3 separate regions of the Gossypium hirsutum genome follow, and all the other regions are linked to region 2. A link is a contact called in public Hi-C data. All regions are on one chromosome and are shown on one strand. Each heading gives the region's core, a stretch centred on a gene start, on an enhancer-like site or on the middle of the called end of the contact. The rest is flanking DNA. Distances are from core to core; before and after follow the strand shown. Region 1 holds the start of LOC107948371 (translin). Region 2 holds the start of LOC107948373 (OVARIAN TUMOR DOMAIN-containing deubiquitinating enzyme 12). Region 3 holds the start of LOC107948374 (RNA polymerase sigma factor sigF, chloroplastic).

What was found. A called contact is a pair of places that touch in the nucleus more often than the background predicts.
Region 1: a Hi-C map of leaf shows a contact between it and region 2, with 2.2 times the contacts expected there. The contact joins the promoter of LOC107948371 here to the promoter of LOC107948373 in region 2. A contact is called at or near these places in 15 of 34 Hi-C or Micro-C datasets (anther, callus, hypocotyl and 3 more).
Region 3: a Hi-C map of leaf shows a contact between it and region 2, with 2.7 times the contacts expected there. The contact joins the promoter of LOC107948374 here to the promoter of LOC107948373 in region 2. A contact is called at or near these places in 8 of 34 Hi-C or Micro-C datasets (callus, leaf and petal).

The regions. Positions count from the first base shown.
Region 1 is chrA04:66,421,066-66,425,362 of Gossypium_hirsutum_v2.1, forward strand. It overlaps LOC107948371 (translin), which reads left to right and starts at 1,796. Exons shown (of 7, transcript XM_016882883.2): 1 at 1,796-2,170; 2 at 2,259-2,355; 3 at 2,452-2,567; 4 at 2,659-2,703; 5 at 3,260-3,285; 6 at 3,529-3,664; 7 at 3,760-4,080. The coding sequence starts at 1,813. The coding sequence ends at 3,869.
Region 2 is chrA04:66,257,810-66,261,798 of Gossypium_hirsutum_v2.1, forward strand. It overlaps LOC107948373 (OVARIAN TUMOR DOMAIN-containing deubiquitinating enzyme 12), which reads right to left and starts at 2,200. Exons shown (of 10, transcript XM_016882887.2): 1 at 126-2,200; 2 at 1-33. The coding sequence starts at 549.
Region 3 is chrA04:66,122,040-66,126,059 of Gossypium_hirsutum_v2.1, forward strand. LOC107948374 (RNA polymerase sigma factor sigF, chloroplastic) reads right to left here and starts at 2,669. Exons shown (of 8, transcript XM_016882897.2): 1 at 2,340-2,669; 2 at 1,730-1,890; 3 at 1,448-1,563; 4 at 1,142-1,336; 5 at 791-1,061; 6 at 321-692; 7 at 1-63. The coding sequence starts at 2,433.

The sequences.
Region 1 (4,297 bases), core at 546-3,045, 160 kb after region 2:
AAGACTATTCATTATAGTTGACAAGATTGTTTGGCACTTTACCAAAGATGACAAATACATAGTTAAATATGGGTATAATCTTTCAAGGTAGCTAAAGCATATAAATGAAGCAGGTGGTACTTATTCGAGAAGTAATAGACAAAGCTCAATTTGGAACTCGATATGGAAAATTCAAGGTACCTTAAGAGTTAAGAATTTCATACAGAGAACTTGTAATAATGTTATCGAGCTTTGTCAAACAAGTGTCCAAGATACAATGATGAGGTTGAATCTCTTGAGCATATTTTGTTTGGCTGTCGAATTGTAAAAGCGGTTTGGAGAGCATCTTCGCTTCACTATGATCCTACAAAAACCGCATCTTCGCTTCACTATGGTCCTACAAATATTGATTTCTCTAGCTTTTTTAACTGGTGGATTGAGACAAATGAGCAATTTCTAAATTTTGGGTCTTCTTCGACCACAAGTATGACAGCTTGGGTATGTTGAGAAATATAGAGTTGGAATTTATGGATGTCTGAAAGCATTAATACTGACCCCATACAAATTTGGAGTGATGCTTGGAGGATTTTTTGAGTCTCTAAAGACTGAGGAGAATGCTTTGTCCCAATCAGCGCCTTGAATATTCGACTACTTCATGGAGCCCGCCTCTGTATAGTGTTATTAGATGCTTCCTTTGATAAGCAAATGCTACATTTGCCTGGGGGCCGTGGCAGCGATGGTTTATTCATTAGAGGTGCAAATGCCTTAATCTTTGATGGATTTCCTTTTGTGGTATGATAAAAACTAAAGGTGAGTAAAATTCGATTCGATTAAAAAAATTGAAAAAAAATTCGAATTATTCGAATTGAATTAATTGAGTTAATTGAATCAACTTAATTTTTTTTCGAATTTCAAGTTTAAATCAAATTAAATTTTTTAATTCGAATAAGCCAAATACTAAACCGTTTTACTCCCTTCCCCCGCCCCCACTCAAACCCTTTTATTTTTCCTCAACCCCTGAAATTTTTTTCCCCATAAAAAATTACTTTTCCCAAACCCCTGAACTATTTTTTTCTTTTACTTTCTCTCCAAAACTTTTACTTCTCCAAATCCCTATCTTTTTTCCTTTTGCTTTCTTTTAAACCCTAAATTTTTTTTTCGAATTTATATCTACTATTTATGTTATTGAATTAAATTTCACATTTTGTACTATTTATTTATTGAATTGTTTAATCATGATGAATCTTTATTAATATGTTAAAATTGAATTATTAATAATGCCATAAAATATTCATGTTAAATATTTTATGTTTGTATCAATTTCATATTTTATCTTTAAAATAATTTATCAGAAGATAATTGAAATAACTAAATAATCAAAATAGCTGACAAGTATATAAAAGACTAATAAATAAATTACGGATGGATGGAAGTTAATAGCATTACGGTGGACAAATTTATTTTTTTAATTTACTATTTGATTTGATTCGAATTCCATCTTACTCGATTCGATTCGAAAAAAATTTAAATCAAATTAGGATGATAAAATAGGATTCATCAACTCAATTAACTCAACTTTTTCCATTCAATTCGATCAGATTTAACGCTCACCCCTATTAAAAATAAAATTTTTCACTTTACTTATTCAAGTGTATTTAATATTAGAATATTTATTTAACAAAATGGACCGACTTTATCATCACTGATTGATCGAATGATCAGAAATTGATTTGATTTTCAGTGCGAAAGTTGAATGGGAGGGTGTGGAATACACCGCACTGCACATATATAAAAAACATAAAATGATAAAATAAAGTGAACAAATTTCAAATTATGAAATCAGCGTTACGGAACGCTTACTACTTCACTCTCTCTCGCTACTCCTTAAACCCTAACCCCTCACTTCTTCAAATTGCTCCCTTCATTTCCACTTTTCCTTCGCTTCCCTCTGTCCTTTCCAGAAACCATCCCTTTCGTTCCCCTCTCTGCGCCACTCTCATGGCCGGCGGTGATTACGACTCGCCGCAAACCTCTCCTTCTCTGGAGAAACAGTTCGAGAAGTTCCGAGTCCAGCTTGAAGATTCTGGCAGCTTACGGGAACGCATACGCGCCGTCGTTCTGGAAATGGAGTCGGCGACTAGGCTCATGCAAGCTAGCCTCCTCCTCGTTCACCAATCTAAACCAATTCCCGGTAACATTCTTCTTTTGCTTCTTCAAATTATATGGTTTTTGGAATATTACCTATTTTATAATTTTTACGCATATGTTTATATCAACAGAGGTTTTGCAGAAGGCAAATTCTCAGATTAACGTACTAAAGGGTCTTTACAATAAACTTGCTGAAGTTGTTAGGGAATGCCCTGGACAATATTACAGGTGAGATTCATTGGAGATTTTGGTTAATTTCAAATTTTATTTTAGTAGAAATTTTTGTGTTCTTGATGTGGTGTTCGGGTGTGTTACTGTGTTTAGGTATCATGGGGATTGGAGGAGTGAAACTCAAATGGTAGTTTCTTTGCTTGCCTTTATGCATTGGTTGGAAACTGGAAATCTGCTTATGCATACTGAAGCTGAGGAAAAACTTGGATGTATGTTTCAGTAATGAATATTTATTCGGTTTTACGAGTAATTTTTGTATTTGCTAATGAAGACAAATGAGAAAGTTGGTTGTTTTGGCAGTGAACAATTCGGATTTTGCTTTAGACCTGGAGGATTATCTTGTTGGTATGTGCTGAAAGCTTCTCTAATTGAAGAGTTCTATACTCTCATGGATTGAACCGTTTGTTCCGTACTATTTTTTTCTCTAATCTTTTAAAGATTCAATTTTCTTTAGCTAGCCTGAAGTATTCTAGTTATTGAATGGCAAGTAAATGTGATTGACCACATCAATAGGCAGGATGAAATTCTTTGTACATTCTAATGCATTAGAGTCTTTTTCTTTATTAAAATGGCCAGGGTAGTTAACTGAACTTCAGTTTTCCATTTTTTTGGTTCATCTTATTCAAATGAGGACTGTCTCGTCAGACCAATTGATACTTGTGTTAAAATATTTTTAAGAGATTCACCTATCATATATGCTGTTTGTATTTTTGGATGAACTAAATGAAGCATTGTTGATTAATCACCTTTTCTGATTATTGTCATTCTTCAGTTTTTATGGTTTTTCTCCCTATATGTGCAAGAAACATGCAATGTCTATTACTTTGCATCTGAATTTGAGGGTTATTATTTTTCTGCCAATTGAATATACTGATCTGGGAATCTTTTTGATCTCTTGCAGGTGTTTGTTTCATGTCAAATGAAATGGTAAGAAATATGTCAGAAACTTGCTTTCCCGGGCTTTTCAAATTGACAAATGCGTTCTTCCTAGTCTATTGTTTTCGTGTATTTTTTATTCAGATGTTTAATGAGACTGCAAGTTAGAAAAGACTTGTTGGAATGTGATAATTCCAAATGGAACATTATGGTTTTGAACAACTGGTGAAATACTGCATTGGGAAATGTGGCAACAAGGCTTAACATAACATGCATTTCTCTTCGTTTTAACAGCCGAGATATGTGGTGAATCAAGTGACAGCTGGTGACTATGATTGTCCAAGAAAGGTGTTGAAGTTCTTGACAGATCTTCATGCGGCCTTTCGCATGCTTAATCTCCGTAATGATTTCCTGCGCAAGAAGTTTGATAGTAAGCTTAATCTTATCCAGTGCTTTGAGAATCCGGTGTTTTAAGCAACTTCTTATCGAAGACTGAGTTTTTGAAATGCTTTCTCATTATTTTAGGTATGAAGTACGACCTAAGAAGAGTTGAAGAGGTCTATTATGATGTTAAGATTCGAGGCTTAGCAACCTCCGGGGATTCTGTAGGAGATCAAGGAGCCCAAAAGATATGATAGGTTACAGGAGTGGTACATACAACTACTAGATTATCTCTTTCATTTTCTTAACTGCAATTTCTCAAGGGAGTTTGTGATCCTTCAATGCATGGTTTAAAGCCAAAATTTGCTACTTGAACAAAGGAAAGGAGGGTTCAATAAAAAAGTTGTAATAGAGAATAGTTGACAATCTAATCTTTTTTAATTTATTATTCGATCTTTTGCTGAAGTTTTTCTTTTTCTGTTATTCCATCATCAATGGTTAAGCCTGGAAATCCACTGTTTTCGGAATCGGACTGGACTGGCTGGTCGAACCGGTTGGATTTAGAATCAGTGTAGGTCTAGATAGGGGCGAGTAAAATTTAATTCGATTCGAAAAATTCGATAAAAAATTTAAATTTTGAATTAAATAGTTTCGAGTTATTTGAGTTAATTAAGTTATTCAG
Region 2 (3,989 bases), core at 950-3,449:
AAACATCAGATTCATCCTGGCCATATTCATAGGCTGCACATTGTGGCAAAATAAATTCCAAATAGTGGTAATCTTATAAATACCATGAAAATGATATAAACATGATAGGAAAAGCTTCTAGACACCTGAATAATTGTAGTTTGTTGCTAATGGACTATACCAATCATGAGGTCCACTGGATGCTTGCAATTGTTGTTCATCAGCATGAGAAAATTGAGAAGCTTCTGCTACATCGAGATGTGAGAACTCTTCCTGAAGGATACCAGCAATGACCTTATCATTCTCTATCTGGCTGCTTTGAGTATCCGTATGACCTCTAAAATCATGCATGTGATGATACATTTCACCATTATCATGCTGTATTGTATAACTATATACGGAAGGATAAAACAGGTCACCCCCCAGAACCCAATGCATGAAATCTGAATCTTGCTGATTCATAATCATCAACTTCAAACAAACACTTGACCATCTGTACAAGCAATTCTTAATTAGATATTTGTTCACACATAAAAAGAAAAAAAAAAGCATTTGGATATCCGTATTCATGCATGAAGAAATAAATCCTAAAACTGCAATTACCCTGAAAACCACAGGGCAAAGGCTCTGCTGCAAGCATCAAACTAAGAAACTGCAGCAATACATTTTCTTTGTGGAAAGTTATGGAAACCTAGAAAGCTAAGTAGTCATATCTATTTGCTCTAGTTTTTTCAAACTATTTAAGTCAATTGTCTATACAGCACCAAGTTCTACATGAACTATATTTGTATTGATGATACTTTGTGAAAGTTCATTCAAAATAATTAAAATTAATTGCAAAAAGATACTAAAAATTCTGTAAATAAACAAATGATGAAGTATCAATTTATTTTCTTCAATCTGAGGATACCTTCTCCTTCAAATATATCTTTAAAAAAAGTAAGCACTATTGATAATGAGTTAAGAATCAAGACCACCTTGTCTAAAAAGAAACCCAAAAGGAGTTATGAGAAAGATATTCTTTTCATTTCAGACAAAACCCCAAATAAGAATAACTTTGTAATAAAGGCAACAAAAAGGACTACATTAAAAAAGTTTGTTTTAGTGGATTTTCATTGCACCACAGAATAAAAATGTTAGCTCTCTAAATTTACCGGTGGAATCAATTCTATTCTATCCTAAAGCAACCATCTTAAAAGATAATAAATAAAAAATTGTCGAAGTCAAATTAGATAAAAATACTTTCTTTATTTACACTTTGATCTAGATCCAATTCTAAGATGCTCTCCACTTACGGTTTCATTTCTGAATAAACTACTGAAAATTTAATGACGAAAACGACAATTAATTCTTTAAGGTTTCTCTTATGCCTGGATATAATTTACAGTTCATACACACGATTTCATAACATATACAAAACCATGGAAACCACAAAGCACAAAACTCAAAATTTCCAAAAAAAAAAAAACACGTCGATTCAAATGAAAACTTGATGTAGCCGATCAAACATAGAAACACAAGGATTAAAAAGAAAAAATCCGAACTTTATCATTAAGCAACCTAAAAACATGAAAAAGAAAAAAACCCAGAATTCAGAAAACACTAATAAACAATACGAATTAAACCCAGAAATAGGTGATCATTTCCAAGTCCATTCAATCAAAACAATAAAAAAAGATCTGGAATTTACAGTACTCACCAAACCAGGAAGGTTGAAACTTTAGTTTCAAAAGGAAAAAACAAGACACAAAAGCAAACAAGGAACTATTTCACAAGAAACAATGGAGTACACGAGTGACTTAAGATAACGATCGAACGTTGAATTTTTTGAAACGAAAAAAAAAATACATAAATAAAAAAAGGGGAAAAAGCTAAAACAGCTTCATTTTGACGTATTTATAAACAAATTGTTGTTTCCCGCGGGCGTTAAAAAGACAAGCAAGTCCCGATCCGATTCCGTACGGATGGCCCTTTCAACCGTTGGATCAGAGTTTCGAGCGGACGTGATATTCCGTTGAGTTTAAGCGGCATCTTCTAATTCCATTTAATGAGTTGTTCTGAATTTTTAAAGGAGACCGGCGAATAATTGGTTTTTGAGTTGAAAACTATGCAAAATGAAGTGTTTGAGATCCTTCCATTAATTGGAGCAATTACGAGATCTAGGGCTGTAATTTCGTGAATTTGGTCTGCTTAGGTTGCTGCGAATTTGACGGTTCTGACCTTTGCCTTGAAATCAATTTTATTACCTAAGATTTCAATTAACAATTTAAAATGGTTGCTATTCGGAAAAAGAGAAAATACAATTTAAAAATGGTCCAAAACAGTCCAACTCCGTCCTCTCTCATATTCACATCAACATCATACTAGGTACCTCATCTTATTTTTATTCAAGTTTTTATATTTGTATCCACATTTGGATTTGCTAGTAAACTCAAACATTTTACGAGTTGCATGAAAATTGCAATAATTTGTTTATTTTATTTTGACAATTGTAAATTATACATCATCTTCATTTTAAGTACTCAAAATAAAATAAAAAATTATGATTTAAGTACTCATATTAATTATTTTGGTCAATTATAAGCGATTAATTGACATGGCAATTACAAAAATCAATATAATAATAAATTTAGCTCTTAAATTTTTACATATTATATTAATTTAGTTATAATTTTAAAAAATTAACTCTCAATTTATAAATTATCTCAATTTAATCCTAATTCTAAAAAATTTAAAGAAATATATAAAAATACATAAATATTTTTTTGAAAAATATAATAATAAATTTATATTTTATATAAATATTTATATTAATATTAAATAAATATAATTATATTAATATTAAATAAAATAAAAATCCCCCCACTCCCGTTGCTCTCTCCCTTCAAACCTCCCCCACCACCGTCCTTGTCTCCCTTCCCCTCACCCCTACTCAAGGCGATGAAAAGTTGTTAGTCTTTTTATTTTGTCTCTCAAAGATGGAATTGAAATAACTTTTTCTGGGAGATTTTTTCGCCTCTTATTTTCTGTTTTTCTTTTTTCTAAGAAGAAACAGAGAAGAGAAAAAATATAGGTAGAGAAAAATAGAGATAATGAGTATAGTGAATGTTAATAGCAACCAAGTTACATTCTTCAAGAGGCATTCTTGGTTGCTTAAAAAATGGGAGGGACAATGGTGGGGGAGGTCCGATGCAGGAGAGAAGAGGGACGAGGATGGGAGAATTTTTGTTTTATTTAATATTAATACTAATATTAATATAAAATTTAAATTTATTATTATATTTTTAAAAATATTTATGTATTTTTATTTTTTAGAAGTAGGATCAAATTGAGATTATTTGTAAATTTTAAGGATTAATTTTTTTAAAATTATGGTTAAATTTCTATAACATGTAAAAGTTGAGGACTAAATTTGTTATTATATCGATTTTTTAACTGTCACGTCAACTTGCTATTTGTGATTTTAACAAGAGTGACCAAATTATTAAACTATGTAACGTGGGTGCTTAAATTACAAACTTCTTATTTTGGATACTTAAAATAAAAAAGTTTTAATAGCTAATTGACTATTTGTGTAGTTCACCCTTAAAAAAAAAACAATACCATACTTTTTTTTAAAAGGAATTGGGCTTGCATTTAAACAAACAAACAGTAAGTCCAACAAGTGAAACCAACAGAAAATAAACCAAACAAAGCAAACCAAAACAAAAGCCCAATACAAACGCCCACTCTGGAAACAAAACCCTAAATAAACAAACGATAAGCAGTTCCAATAGCCAACTAGATGGCAATAGAGGCAGCTAAAACGCCAACAGGTCCCAATGAGAAAGAGACCAACCAGCCAGAGCACGCAAAAATCCAACAAAAAAGAAACTCAGCCGTCAATCCACATGCAAGAATCACAGATGTGGCACCAGAGTTGTCCCAAACCTACCAGAAAGTCAGCTAAAACCCCAATCACTCCTATAAGGACCAAAGAAACCCCAATGAAACATGCCCTCTAGATCTCA
Region 3 (4,020 bases), core at 1,419-3,918, 140 kb before region 2:
TCCTTCTTGAATGCACGATCTCTTTGCATCCAACACTTTGCTCAATAGGCCATATACATTCTCCTGAGAATATGAAGTAGGTTTTTTGCTCGTATAATGTTGTCTCTAATATTTAACAAATTATTTGTCTCACTTAGACACACAATAAAGTTATAAGATCTCCTAAAACTTGGAGAGATATTATCTTATCCAATATTATTCTTTTAGAAAATGACCAGAAAGCAAAGGAAGAAAAACTATACACTTTTAAATATAATGCATGGCTCCGTGTCTAGGTGACTGTGTCATACATGTTAAGCAAGCATAAATTTTTTACTTACCGGCAAACGGATGGTTCTCGAATGTTGCATTATAGACTTTGTAATTGTTTGTCTTATCCACCAGTAGGCATAGGTGGCAAATCGGCATCCAACTTGTGGTTTGAACTTCTCAACACTTTTCATAAGACCCATACTTCCCTCCTGCAGCAGATCTTGAAGGCTAAGACCACGGCCCTGATATTGTTTAGCAATGTGAACCACCATGCGCAAATTCGCATGGATCAGTTTTTCCCGGCTCCTTTTGCCTGATTGGAGTTCTGCCTGCAAGGCTGAACAACTTAGACCCATGGCTTCAGCCCATTCAACCAAGGTTGGTTCACGCCCAAACTGAGATTGCAGCTTACTCTTTACTTTCGCTAATCTCTTTAAATCCTGTAGGTGTTACAGAAACCAACTGTAAGACCTCTCAAGAACCAAACATTTCCTAATTCCCTGCTTTAAAACGAAAAGGCAGGATTGAAAAAAGACACCTGAACTTGAATAATCAAATCAGACTCTTCTTCAGCAGTCAAGAGTTGTTTTGTCTCAGGACCCCACAAGAACAACCGAAGGGGATCATTGGGATCAGAACCTTCGCTCGACTTTCTTCTTACATCCTTCCTTTGTGAACTGTATGTCTCACATATCACAACTTTAGGTTGCACCCTCCTTCGTTTAGACTGCCTCTCTAAACGTTTGGTTGACCTAACTGCAACCGCTATCTCCTCAGCGGGCAAAGTAAAGGAATCAACAGACCCCAAGCTGCAATAGCATTAGGTATCAGCAGTCAACAGATTATCTGAGAACACTTGTCCAGCTACTAAGACAAGACAGAGATTAACCTATTAGAAAGTGAATCATCAAGTTCTAATTCGAGGCCCTCAGCCAATGATGCAGCTTTTTTAGAAGCTGACAATGCTTTCTTAGCAAGGGCAACTACATTACTTGGTTCAAAAGTCATGGTCTCGGTATCAGCTGCAACAGACAGCATATTCAAGGAAGATGATGGATTTTCCCCTAATTCCAAGAGTGCCAATCTGTGATGGGGAAAAAGAAACATGAGGATGCAATTCAATGGGGAAAGATCTACACTCACAACTGTTTTAACAAACGAAGCAATAAATCAGAATTAGCTTGTTTACAATTGCCTTAAATCAGGCCACTGGAGCAACTGCTGTTCAAATTCCTGCTGGCCAATGTTGTCAGATGCCTTCTCTTCTTGAAGTGTTGGCCCATTCCCAATCTGCAGCTTGTCTGTCTCTCTCTGTAATAAAGTAAACTGCGGTATGCTAAGTAAGGAGTTGCCAAAATAATATTTGAGAAAATATATCAATAAAACCAGAGGGAAACAACATTTACCGTTATGCAAACATAAAAAGTTTAGCTTACATCTTGATATATGTCGTGCAAAGATAAAACAGGAGTCTCACCGAGTACGCTTTATCTTCCTTAAGTAAATGCAAGACAGGTAGTGGTCTATAGTCATCCCGCTGCTCTTGTGAGAGAACTGATGTAGGAAAATGCCTAGCTACAGAAGTAATCGGAATAGAAGTCGCAGCAGGGACCGCTTGCTCATGATGAAACAACGCAACTGCATAATAGTACATTGAATAACATAGGAACCTTATCTGAAAGCACTTGAGAGTAAACTACATACTTTCATGCATGACCACATTATAGGCAGTTCTCTAATCTATCTATATACATTTTTATTTGGAACCTAGAAGCTAAACAAGTACATAAACGACAACATGTATTCAAAAACTTTACAAGACTGCAAGCTAAAAGAGTTGAATTTAGGCATTTGACCATTGTAGTAACAGTAAGTTTCCAGTTGTAATTCCCTTCCAATGCCAATAATAATCATACAAAGATCCTTAAGGAACAAAAATGCTTCACAACGAAAATCCCAGGAAAGCTGATTTAACAAGAATATAATTCAAACACCCAATAAGGCAAAACATGTAAATGAAAACTGGGTATTGTACTAACGATAAGAATCAAAAGAAAACATGTTCTAATGCTAGAAATATACGTTACCTGAAGAAGGTGATGGTGAAAAGACAGAATTTTTGAGTTGGGTTCTTGGAGAAATTGTTGGAGGAGAATAAAGCAAATTCCTTGAAGCTTCCATGGATGCAAAAGTAACTATTTGTTTTATCTACAATGTAACCTTAAACATTGCTTGTTTGGTTCTTCTGGGTATGTGTTCCTTATTTTTACTTTGTTCAAAAGCTTTGAACTTTGCAGATAAAGAAGAAGAAGCCAAGCTCGGCTAAGGAAAAAAATCTATTCTTCCCCTTCCACGCTTCAAATTCGATGATCAATGGTTCAAATGGATGAGGTTCGGCCTTGATTTGCTTCAGACCCAATAAAAACAGATTCACAAAAGAAACTTGTAATGACCCAGAATCCAAGTTTAGGCCAGAACTTGATTTTGACAAAGCCCAAGTTACTGGCCCACAACTTATGGTCTAGTTTTGGTTGAGCTTTATTTCATTGAAAAATGTGATCGGCCCAAAGGAGAAGTACAAGAGAGTTCCAAAAGTACTGAAATTACAATCGTATTTCACTTTTTTTACTGCAAGTTTTTATTAAATTCAAGTTTTTTATTGTTTGAATTGCAGGTCAACTATAGCAAAAAAAACTTGATTGATTTAATTTATGAGTTCATACTTAACTATCCCTATTTTTTTCTTTTACACACACCATGACTTGGATGAATTGAATTAGGAATCAGTTACAACTATAAATTCAAAATAATGATTATATTAATTAATTAACAAACCAATTAAACCAATCATAACTGTTAAATTAATTGAACTAAATTTCTCTATTTTCAAAAAACTTTTGGTTTTAAGAATGTAAAATCTGCTCAAACTTCAAAACAAAAATAATTAAATTTTTACTTTTTTTTTATTCTTCTCAATTAGATATTTAAATTATCAAAATGTATTTAAAAAAAAAGTCCTTTTTATCGCTACAATTTGTTAAAGTTAAAGGGTCCTATTTTTTTTTCTTTCTTCATTTAACATATCATGTGTCACTGCGTGATTACAATACATAGAAAAAAAATGACAAAAATGAATAAAATTATAAAAAATATTAAAATTTTATAAAAATATAGAAAAAAATATTAAAATTTTATTAAAATTATAAAAAATATAAACCCTTAAACTACTACACCTTGTTTAAATAAACCCTTAAACTATTTTTGTAGTTAAATAAATATTTTGCTATGATTTTTACCCATAATACCTTTTATTTTATTATTAAAGTTTTTTTTTAATTTTAGTCTCTTAATTTCTTATTGATGCAATAGAAATTTTACAACTTTAAAAATATAAAATTTTAAAAAGTATCAAAATTTTCAAAATATTGATTATATTATGTAATTTCAAGAAATTTTAATATTTTATTTTATTTTTAATTAATAAACTATTCTCATGAAATTCACATCAATATAAAATGAAAATTAGCTTAAAATTTTAAAATATTTTTACTTTAATATTAAAATCAAGAGTTTTCAGGAGTAAAAATTATCGATTAACAGCTTATTTAACTATAAAAATAACAAAGTGCTTGTTTAAACAAGGTATAATAGTTTAAAGCCTTTTTAGTATATGAGTCTTTATTCAATTGAACCCATAGAATGGATTTAATTATTGATTTAGTTTTGAAAACATTGATAACCATAGTAATAAGAGAACTACTACGATAT